Regions from separate parts of the Zea mays genome. Here region 2 is linked to region 1. A link is a contact called in public Hi-C data. All regions are on one chromosome and are shown on one strand. Each heading gives the region's core, a stretch centred on a gene start, on an enhancer-like site or on the middle of the called end of the contact. The rest is flanking DNA. Distances are from core to core; before and after follow the strand shown. Region 1 has its middle 80 kb from the start of LOC100281806. Region 2 holds the start of LOC100281806 (Heat shock cognate 70 kDa protein 2).

What was found. A called contact is a pair of places that touch in the nucleus more often than the background predicts.
Region 2: a Hi-C map of leaf shows a contact between it and region 1, with 5 times the contacts expected there. The contact joins the promoter of LOC100281806 here to the enhancer-like site in region 1. A contact is called at or near these places in 3 of 25 Hi-C or Micro-C datasets (bundle sheath and leaf).

Annotation. Positions count from the first base shown.
Region 1 is chr1:40,946,717-40,951,883 of Zm-B73-REFERENCE-NAM-5.0, reverse strand. No RefSeq gene overlaps it. Among protein-coding and RNA genes, the nearest start is that of LOC100281806, 80 kb to the left of the region's middle. Within about 2 kb of position 2,338, at least 19 of the 20 cell types and tissues checked have an H3K27ac peak or open chromatin away from gene starts, as enhancers often do. A contact at or near this core is called in bundle sheath and leaf, where this site is marked.
Region 2 is chr1:41,026,787-41,031,953 of Zm-B73-REFERENCE-NAM-5.0, reverse strand. It overlaps LOC100281806 (Heat shock cognate 70 kDa protein 2), which reads right to left and starts at 3,066. Exons shown (of 2, transcript NM_001154726.2): 1 at 2,735-3,066; 2 at 754-2,598. The coding sequence starts at 2,948. The coding sequence ends at 863. LOC100274229 reads left to right here. Exons shown (of 9, transcript NM_001148600.1): 9 at 1-448. The coding sequence ends at 128.

The DNA.
Region 1 (5,167 bases), core at 1,089-3,588:
TCCAAGCGCAAGAGCTCAAAGAACACGGGCAAAACTCTCTCTTCTAGTCACTAATTGCTTTGAGTGAAATTGGGACTTGGATAGGCTTTGATTCAATCTAATTATGTCTTGTATTGAATGCACTAGCTCTTGTATTGAATGTGTTGGCTGAAAAACTTGGATGCCTTGAAGTGTGGTGGTTGGGGGGGTATTCATAGCCCCAACCACTAAAGTGGTCGTTGGGAGGGGCTGCTGTCGATGGGCGCACCGGATAGTCCGGTGTGCCACCGGACACTGTCCGGTGCGCCAGCCACGTCACCCAACCGTTAGGGTTTGACCGTTGGAGCTCTGACAAGTGGGGCCACCGGACAGTCCGGTGGTGCACCGGACAGGCACTGTTCACTGTCCGGTGCGCCTTCTGGCGCCTGCTCTGACTCTGCGCGCAGTCCGCGCACTGTAGCATTGTCAGCCAACCGTTGCGCTGTCGACCGTTGCTCCACTTGACACACCAAACAGTCCGGTGAATTATAGTGGAGTGGCTCCCCAAAATCCCGAAGCTGAGCAGTTCAGACTTGATCTCCCTGGTGCACCGGACACTGTCCGGTGGCACACCGGACAGTCCGGTGCGCCAGACCAGGGCAGCCTTCGGTTGTCTTTTGCTCCTTTTTTTAAATCGTTTCTGGACTTTTTATTGGTTTGTGTTGAACCTTTGACACCTGTAGAACTTATAATCTAGAGCAAACTAATTAGTCCAATTATTTGTGTTGGGCAATTCAACCACCAAAATTATTTTAGGAAAAGGTTTAACCCTATTTCCCTTTCACCTTGTCTCACCCCTTTGTGGGTGGAGAAGAAGGGGCCAGTGATGTCATTAGTCCTAACAGCCACTCTGCCCCCCACACTATTTCCATCACCCAGTCACACCACACATCACTGAAACCTTTATTTTTCAACATTTGATATAGAAAGTGCCAATTTACCTTGTCATAGGCCTTTTCAAAGTTGATTTTGATCATCACACCACTTTGTTTTTTCCTCCTAACTTCATGAATGATCTCATGTAAAGAAGCCACACTATCCAAAATATAACAACCTTCAAGAAAACTAATTTGGAATCACTAATAACTTTGAAAATACAAGAGGCTAACCTGTTGTTCAAGACTTCACTAAAAATCTTGTAATAGACATTGAGAAGGATAATAGGACGGTAGTTTTTCATTTCATTTGCATTATCAACTTTCGGAATCAGAGTAATCACCCCATAATTTAGCCTTTCTATGTGAAGAACCCCCTTGTAAAAGTCCTCAAACATAGCTAGTAGTTCCCTTCTAATGAGGTCCCAAAAATCTTCGAAGAATTTAGAGGGTAAGCCATTAGGGTCTGGAGGACTATTATGATTGTGCGAGAAAACCACTTCCTTAATCTCTTTCTCACAGAAAGGAGAAGTAAGGAAGATTCTGTCTTCATCATTTAATCTATTCATGTCCATATTTCTCATATAAATATGAGAATTAGAAGGATGACCAAAGAGAACTTTGTAAAATTCAGTGGCAACCTCGTTAATTTCCTTATCTCCATGAATAACCACTGCATTACTATTCAAGGAGTGAATCCTAATCCTGCTTATTTTGCCTTTAGCTTTGAGATGGAGATATTTGGTATTTTCATCTCCTTCATGAACGTGTGTCTCTCTAGCCCTCTGTCTTAACTTAATCTCTTTCTCACTCATCACCTTCTTTAATGAGAACTCACAATCAAATTTCATACAAATGTCCACCGGATTTAAACCCACCGATTCACTCTTAACATCTAACTCATATTTTTTTTTTGAGTTAGCTCCTTCTTTCTGTTTTTAGAACTCCCCTCAAAATTGTAATTCCAAACCTTAAACATCTTTTAAGCCTTTTCACCTTCTCCTTCCAAATATCAATGCTCCCCTGTAAAGCCCAAAATTGGTAGAAAAATATATATAATAAAATAAATAAATAAATATATTTATAATAAGGTTTGAGATTTTGTTTGACCTTTGGAAATTATTAGGGCCTTTTCTTTTATAATCAATTAGGAATATTAAAATAGTCATGTGACCAATAAATAAATAAAATTTGCCTTGCATCACATGCTGGAGTTTTATTTGTTTGAGCATTTCAAATTGCGTGTGTGCAAATTTCAAACCAAAATTCAAAAATATAAATGTAGGAGATGGAAAAGAAAGAAAATAGAAAGCTAGAAAATAAAAAAGAGAGAGAAAAGTGCTCTACTATTAACATTGGGCCCCTTTCTCTGCCCTCGGCCCAGCCGAACCCCTGGGCATCGGCCTAGTGATGTTACCCGCCTGGCCCATGACCGAGTCGCTAGGGTATATCACTTACGTGTGGGTCCCATGTGACAGAAGCTTCTTCTGGATCGGTCGTTGGATCCTCCGATTCTCCTGTTGCCTGCCTCCTTCCTCGTGATACTCGCATGGACGCCTCCGAGAAACAAGCGCCAAAATCGGTCTGACCACCGGGGGCCGTTGCGCCATATCCGCCCGCCCTGACCAGCTCACCCGCGACTAAATCCCGAGCTCCCCGCATCGACCACTTTTCCCCATGGTCGTCGCCTCGTCGGTCCCTGTGCCTCCCTCTGCTCCACATGGCTAGCATGGGCCGGACGCCGAGATCCATGGCGAGCTCCCTCGCATCGTCGACTTTCCTCACCGGTCGTGGCTTCTCGACGCTCGTCCTCAAGCCCGACCGTGTCGGTCGTCCCTGACCCCACCTTGGCGCAGCGCCGCCAGCCGCCATGACATCGTCGTCTTCCGCCACCGAGCCATCGTCTCTGACCTCTGGTGTGTCCCTGCTCCCCTCCACGCGGGACCGCACGCCTTATCGCGGTCGCGTCTTGCTGTCCATGGAGCGACTCTCTACGCCATTCTTGCTTCTCTCGATGGCTCGCTGTTGCTTGTGGCCACCATATAGCTTCCTGCGCCCGCCATTTCAGCAACTCAGGCACGGACGCTCCCTATTCTTGTCGCATGGAGTGCTCCAGCAGTTCGACCTCATGGCCTTCGCCGGCTTAACCTCCACCGTGTGGGTCGCCGCCGCCACTGCTGGAGCTGGGAGGTAGAAGATGAGATTGTGGCCTTTGATCCGCAAATGGACGATAGTGATTTGGGCGAGTGTTGCCAATTCGGGCCATTGGATCTTGGCCGTAGATCGGCCGATGTGCGATCAAAGATTTGACCTCGGTGTGTCTGAATCGGAGCCGTGGGATTTCATCGGTCGGCTCAGGTGTGTTGGTGGGTTTAGATCTAATCTAGACCACCAGTTTCATATCGAACAGCTCACACGCCTTGTTACCCCTTCAGTCGTGCCAAAGTGCATATGAGCTCCTAGCTTTATAGGTATTCAACCCGCCATCCTACTTTTACAGTAGCATCCTCAGAATTAACTTTTGGAAGTGCAAATAGGCCCTCAGATTTTTCAAAAAGGTCCCTGGTGATTGAGTTAGATGTGTAGATCATATTAAAAACACCCTAAACTTCTTTAGCTCGTAACTTTCTCATTTTAACTCGATTTTAGTCCGTTCAAATTATGTTAGCTTCCTAATCAAATTTCTCATGCATTAGTGACATTGTTTTATCATGTAACATGATCTTAAAATAATTAAATACATACGTTTATAAGGTTAACTATACTAGCCCAAGCTAAAAGAAGTATTTTAATTTGGTTCCTCTGGAATCGACTAAAGTATGATCTTTAAGTATGTTATAAATTAGAGTAAAGTTGAGTTAGTTGTCTCTTTAATATCCTTTTTCATATAGTTTATATAATCAACATAGAATATGGTTTTACTTATTTAATCATGAAAATCTTTCGAAAATCATAACTCTTTGACCGTAAGCCCGATTTTAGTGATTCTCGAGCCTAGGATCTAGTTACAACGCGTAGAATATTATTATTCAGTTTGTGCTTATGTTTGGTGTGATGTTAATTTTTTTCCTATACCATGTTTGTCTGTATTGCTACGATTAGCAGCGAGGTTACGAGTCACCTGAAGATCATCCTGGTACCTAGAATCTCAAGTCCCAGGCAAGTTGTGCCCTTGATCACTTCTTTTACCCAATCATGTTCTTATTAATCATAATGATCTGCATAGGTTAATTTTGATGGGACCCAATAGGTTACCCTAGTTTGGCTATCTTTATACCTTGTTTTACCACTGCTTTTTTGGGTAGTACCTGCTATTGCTTTATGTGGTTTTGGGTATGGAGATATACATTATTCATGATCACACTTTTATTACCAGTTTGTTATTTACTGTTCATGATAAGGTCATTATGTTAATTGGAACATGGAGAACCACCCGGGAAAACAGTGCTACCACAAGGATGGTATGTGACGCTCTTGGCTGACTAATTAGAAAAGCTAGTGGAGGACTACCTTACCCGAAAGGGGCAAGGGCAGTAGGGGAGTGATCAGTGTAGGGAGGCCCTTGGGTTGATTTTGCTGCGATGGCGGTCAGGCGAGGGGTCCCTGCATTGGAGCTTCCTAGAAACTGTAGCGGGTTTTCTGAAGCTAGTGGAACTTTGTAAAGGCCTCATAGTGTTACACTGCACTACCTCCTCGGTAGAGGTATATGGGAAGTCGCGATCCCTTGGAAGATGGGTAACATGACTTTAGGGTAAAGATACGCAACCTCTACAGAGTGTAAAACTGGTATATCAGTCGTGCTCACGGTCATGAGCAGCTCAGACACTCACATGATTAACTTATGTAACTAATTCAATTTGTCATATGCATTGCATCGCAGGTGTTGTTATCAAATTTTGAACCATTACTTAGTTGGGTTGGTATATACTTACACTTAGCAACTGCTAATAAAATTTTCACCAACTTTAAAAACAATGCTCAACTTTAACCATCCTCTTTGGTAAGCCTTACACTTCGCATGAGCTCCCACCTTTGGCGAGTTCATGCACATTATTCCCCACAACTTGTTGAGCGATGAACATATGTGAGCTCACTCTTGCTGTCTCACACCCCCCACAGGTCAAGTACAGGTACCGCAGGATGAGGCGTATGGAGGATGCTGTGACGAGTTCGTGAGAGATCTAGGCCGTCGTCTCCTAGTCAACTTTGGTTTGCTAGATCGTTGTCTCCTTATGATGTAATTATTTATTTATTTTGTACAGAACTCCTATTAC
Region 2 (5,167 bases), core at 1,817-4,316, 79 kb before region 1:
ACCACTGGAAGGAGTTCAGGTTCACATTCAAGGAACCTGCCAAGGATGCTGAGGACTTCTGCCGCATGCTGGTTGGGTTAGAGGAAGAGGGTTTGCAGACCGTGAAGAGCTGTAGCGGTTACGGTTGACAACCCACTTGCAAGGTTCACATTCAAGGAACCAGCCAAGGATGCTGAGGACTCTGCCGCATGCTGGTTCGATTAGAGGGATTTTGCAGCGCGTGAAGAGCTATAGCGGTCTAGGTGACAGCTCACTTGCCACAAAACCAGTGAGAAACTATATATCCGTTATTTTGGAACTTTGAAATATGGTTTTAGATTGCTATGTTTTATTCGAAGATCTATGGCTTCTCGAATTTAATAGAGTAGATGATGTTTGAACATGGAGCCGTAAACTATCAATATCTGTTTGAATGGTATTTATATAAATAATAAAACTGGTAACGGTGAAAACCCTGGACTGCAAACCAAAATTTATATATAGAGTTATTTTTATTACGGAATGCTTGATTGGTTTTTGTGTGCATCTTGTTATTGTAGCGTTGTTCTATGTGAAGTCAGTAATTGTTGCTCCAGTTGTTAAGCTTCAGGTTTTTTTTTTTCTGAAATCCTAGTTATTCATTGTATTGCATATAGGTTAATAAAGGGTTTTAGCCATCTAAAATAGCTTTCGAAGATATAATACCGCCAATACATGCAGGGCTAATCACTGTTTATATCCAGCGTACTAGCAAAAATGAACTTAAACATGAACTTGGGGCCCTGTGTATGGCCAAAAAAACTGCATAAAAATAATAATAAGATCCACTTTGTAATTGACGCAATTATTTAAGCAAAAAATACATATATCAGAATTTCCTCATTTAGTCGACTTCTTCGATCTTGGGTCCAGCACCGCTGCCACCAGCCGGCGAAGCATCCTGATCCATGCCACCGGCCATGTCAGGACCAGCGGCGCCCTGATACATCTTCGCGATGATGGGGTTGCAGATGCCCTCCAGCTCCTTCATCTTGTCCTCAAACTCATCAACCTCGGCGAGCTGGTTGTTGTCGAGCCAATTGATGGCCCCCTCGACGGCGTCATCGATCTTTTTCTTGTCGTCCTCCGGTAGCTTGGAGGCGATCTTGTCGTCTCTGATGGTGTTGCGCATATTGTAGGCGTAGTTCTCGAGCGTGTTCTTGGCGTTCACCTTCTTCTGGTGTTCCTCGTCCTCGGCCTTGTACTTCTCTGCCTCCTGCACCATCTTCTCGATCTCCTCCTTACTTAGCCGGCCCTTATCGTTGGTGATCGTGATCTTATTCTTCTGGCCGGTTGTCTTGTCCTCAGCTGACACGTTGAGGATGCCGTTCGCGTCCATGTCGAAACACACGGTGATCTGGGGGACGCCCCTGGGCGCCGGAGGGATGCCAGAGAGCTCGAACTTGCCGAGCAGATTGTTGTCTTTGGTCCTGGCCCTCTCACCTTCGTACACCTGGATGAGCACGCCGGGCTGGTTGTCGGAGTAAGTGGAGAAGACCTGCTCCTTCTTTGTCGGGATGGTGGTGTTCCTGGGGATGAGCACAGTCATGACGCCTCCGGCCGTCTCCAGGCCGAGCGAGAGCGGCGAGACGTCGAGCAGGAGCAGATCCTGAACCTTCTCGTTGCCCTCGCCAGTGAGGATGGCGGCCTGGACGGCCGCGCCGTACGCGACAGCCTCGTCTGGGTTGATGCTCTTGCACAGCTCCTTGCCGTTGAAGAAGTCCTGGAGCAGCTGCTGCACGCGGGGGATGCGAGTGGAGCCGCCCACGAGAACGACGTCGTGCACGCTGCTCTTGTCCATCTTGGCGTCGCGGAGGCACTTCTCCACGGGCTCCATGCACTTGCGGAAGAGGTCCATGTTGAGCTCCTCGAACCGGGCACGGGTGATGGTCGTGTAGAAGTCGATGCCCTCATAGAGCGAGTCGATCTCGATGGTGGTTTGGGCGGTGGAGGAGAGCGTCCTCTTAGCCCTCTCGCAGGCGGTCCTCAGCCGCCGGAGCGCCCTGGGGTTGCCAGTGATGTCCTTCTTGTTCTTCCTCTTGAACTCCTGGACGAAGTGGTTCACGAGCCGGTTGTCGAAGTCCTCGCCTCCCAGGTGGGTATCGCCGGCGGTGGCCTTGACCTCAAAGATGCCCTCCTCGATGGTGAGGAGCGAGACGTCAAAGGTACCGCCGCCGAGGTCGAAGATGAGGACGTTCTTCTCGCCGTCGCTGCTCGACTTCTTGTCGAGCCCGTATGCGATGGCCGCGGCGGTGGGCTCGTTGATGATGCGCATGACGTTGAGGCCGGAGATGACGCCGGCGTCCTTGGTGGCCTGGCGCTGGGAGTCGTTGAAGTAGGCCGGGACGGTGACGACAGCGTTCTTGATGGTGGTGCCGAGGTAAGCCTCGGCCGTCTCCTTCATCTTGTTCAGGATCATGGAGCTGATCTCCTCGGCCGAGAACTGTTTCTCCTCGCCCCTGAACTGCACCCCGATCATGGGCTTGTCGCCGGAGCCCGGGATCACCTTGAAAGGCCATAGCTTGGCGTCACTCTGCACCGACGCGTCAGAGAAGCGCCGGCCGATGAGCCGCTTCGCGTCTGCAAATGCGCGCAAACGGATCAACAAACCACACAGCGTATTAGTCCCACACCCACACCCAAACCCCGTGTATTAATGGATCGAACAAACAGATAAACAGCGCACGTAACAAAAGATTGGTGATGATCGGCTTACCGAAGACGGTGTTGATGGGGTTCATGGCGACCTGGTTCTTGGCGGCGTCGCCGACGAGCCTCTCCGAATCGGTGAACGCGACATAAGACGGCGTTGTACGGTTGCCCTGGTCGTTGGCGATGATCTCGACTCGGTCATGCTGCCACACCCCGACGCACGAGTAGGTCGTACCGAGGTCGATGCCGATCGCCGGCCCGTCTCCTTTTCCGGCCATGGAGACGCTCTCGTCGAGAGTATCGTGAAGAAGGGGGAAAATACCTCCTGGACTCGCAGAGTATGCACGCGTACGTGGAGGAAATGAGGAATTAAGGAAGAACGAGGAATGGGTGGACGAGGAGGAAGGAGACGATGTGGGACTGGATTTAAAGGTTTGTGTGGCCGGGAGGGGTTCTAGAATGTTCCGGCACGTCACGGCCGTCGACACGGGCACGTCGTGGGGAACTTGGATCCATTCGTGAGGGTGGGGATTCTAGAGTGTACAGGAAGGTTCTCGAAATGGAGACTTTCCCTCCCGCGTCGCCGGTGACTGGTGGTTCATGCGTTGCTTCGGCGTGTTGCCGTGTTGGGTTCGATCCCATTTCGGAGGCCGCCGAGTTTGACCGGAACAGAGCAGCTACGAATTCCTTCGAAATTCGGAAGCCCAGTAGGAGGCTTCTTGCTCAAGTTGGGTCCGTTTGTGTAACCCAGTCCCAATCATGTGCCATGGCCCATGGTATAGTGGCATGTACTAACATTTTAAAAAAACCCGAAAATATATTGTTCCAGAATAAATTTTTTTAAAGTGAAGGTACTGTAGGAAGGTCCTACAGTAATTTTATTAACTCAAAAAAAACCAAAGTCATGAGAAGAAAAGGAAAATTACAAAGAAAGGGAAGAAAAAGCAGGGGAAGAGTTACAGCCCTAAATGATGTAACCAAATGGAAATTTCCTCCTTAAGATTAGGCTTGACTCGATGACACAACAGGAAAATTTCGTTCCTGAACATAGCCTTGCACTCAATAACTGAGGGAGGGATCTCGTTGAAAATCCAATTGTTTCTGCTCCTCCAGATGCACCACGTCATAATGATAATAGTTTCTAACCTCCAAGAGACTTGTAATCTCCTTCTAATCCTCATTAAGGTATGCAGGAGATCCGTTGTACGTGGCGGGAGGAAGCCCAAAAGTAACCAACATCTCCGAGCAAAGTTACATCTGAAGAAGAGATGAATAACCGTCTCTTCAATCTGAAGAATGCAATTATCGCAGGTGAAAGAGTCCAAAGGCATTGAACGTCGCTTGAGGAAGGAGCGAGTATTCAATCTATTTTTGAGCAATAACCAAAAAAACACCTTGTGTTTAGGTTGGCATTTAGATTTCCATAACCAAGAGAAGAGGGGGTGCGACTGATGGGTGCCAACCAAGTGAGAATAAACCTTCTGAGATGAAAACAGATTGGAAGAGGCACTGCAGGGCCAAATATCATTGTGATCATGCAACTGAAGATTAGCTAGAATGTCCTGAAGTGAAAGTAGTTGCCCGAACGCTTCAGCAGAAAGGGGAGTGTGGAACAATTCATTCGGAGAAGCCATCCGAGCTTGATTAATGTTGATCTCTCTGACAGAGGCAAAAGACTAAAGCTCCGGGAATCTTTTAGATGTGTGCAGACCATTCCAACGATCATGCCAAAGGAGAGTAGTTTTTCCATTTCCAATCTCCACTCGGGCTATTTCCTTAAATACATCTTGGATTTTGAGAATATCTTTCCACCAGAACGAACCAACCGGTTTAACTGAAGGCAAAGAATTGCTATAATGAGTGGCCCAGATAATGTTAACCCACGGGATGTTGACTCTATTAAAGAATTTATGGAGGCATTTCATAAGGAGCGCTTTATTTTGCAACTCAAGATTGATGACTCCAAGTACCCCTGGGTTTTTGGTTTGCAGACTGACTTCCAAGCAACTTGAGAAGGTTTTTTTTGCATTTATGTCTGTCCCTCTCCAAAGACAGTGCCGTCGAAGTTTGTTAATCTGTTTAATCACAGTTTTGGGGAGCTTCAGGGTGCACATGTAGTAAGTTGGAAGAGAAGAAAAATACCGTGTTGACCATTTGTAATCTACCAGCCTGAGATAAAAATATAGAAGTTGAAGCGAGTCTTCTTTCAATCTTCTGAATGAGAGGAAGGAATGCTTCCAATTTGGGTTTTTAAGCCCCAAAGGAAGCCCAAGATACGTGAAAGGCAAAGACCCAACCTTGCAGTGGAACGTATTAGCTAAAACTGTCATTTTCTGCTCTGAAACATTGATGGGATAAATATTAGATTTGTGATAATTCACATGGAGTCCTGTCGAGTCTGCAAATGAATTAAGCATCGCTTTAAGGAAGAAGAGTTGTCTAGGGCACGCTTCCAAAATCAGAATTGTATCATCTGCATACTGGATAACCGGAAAGT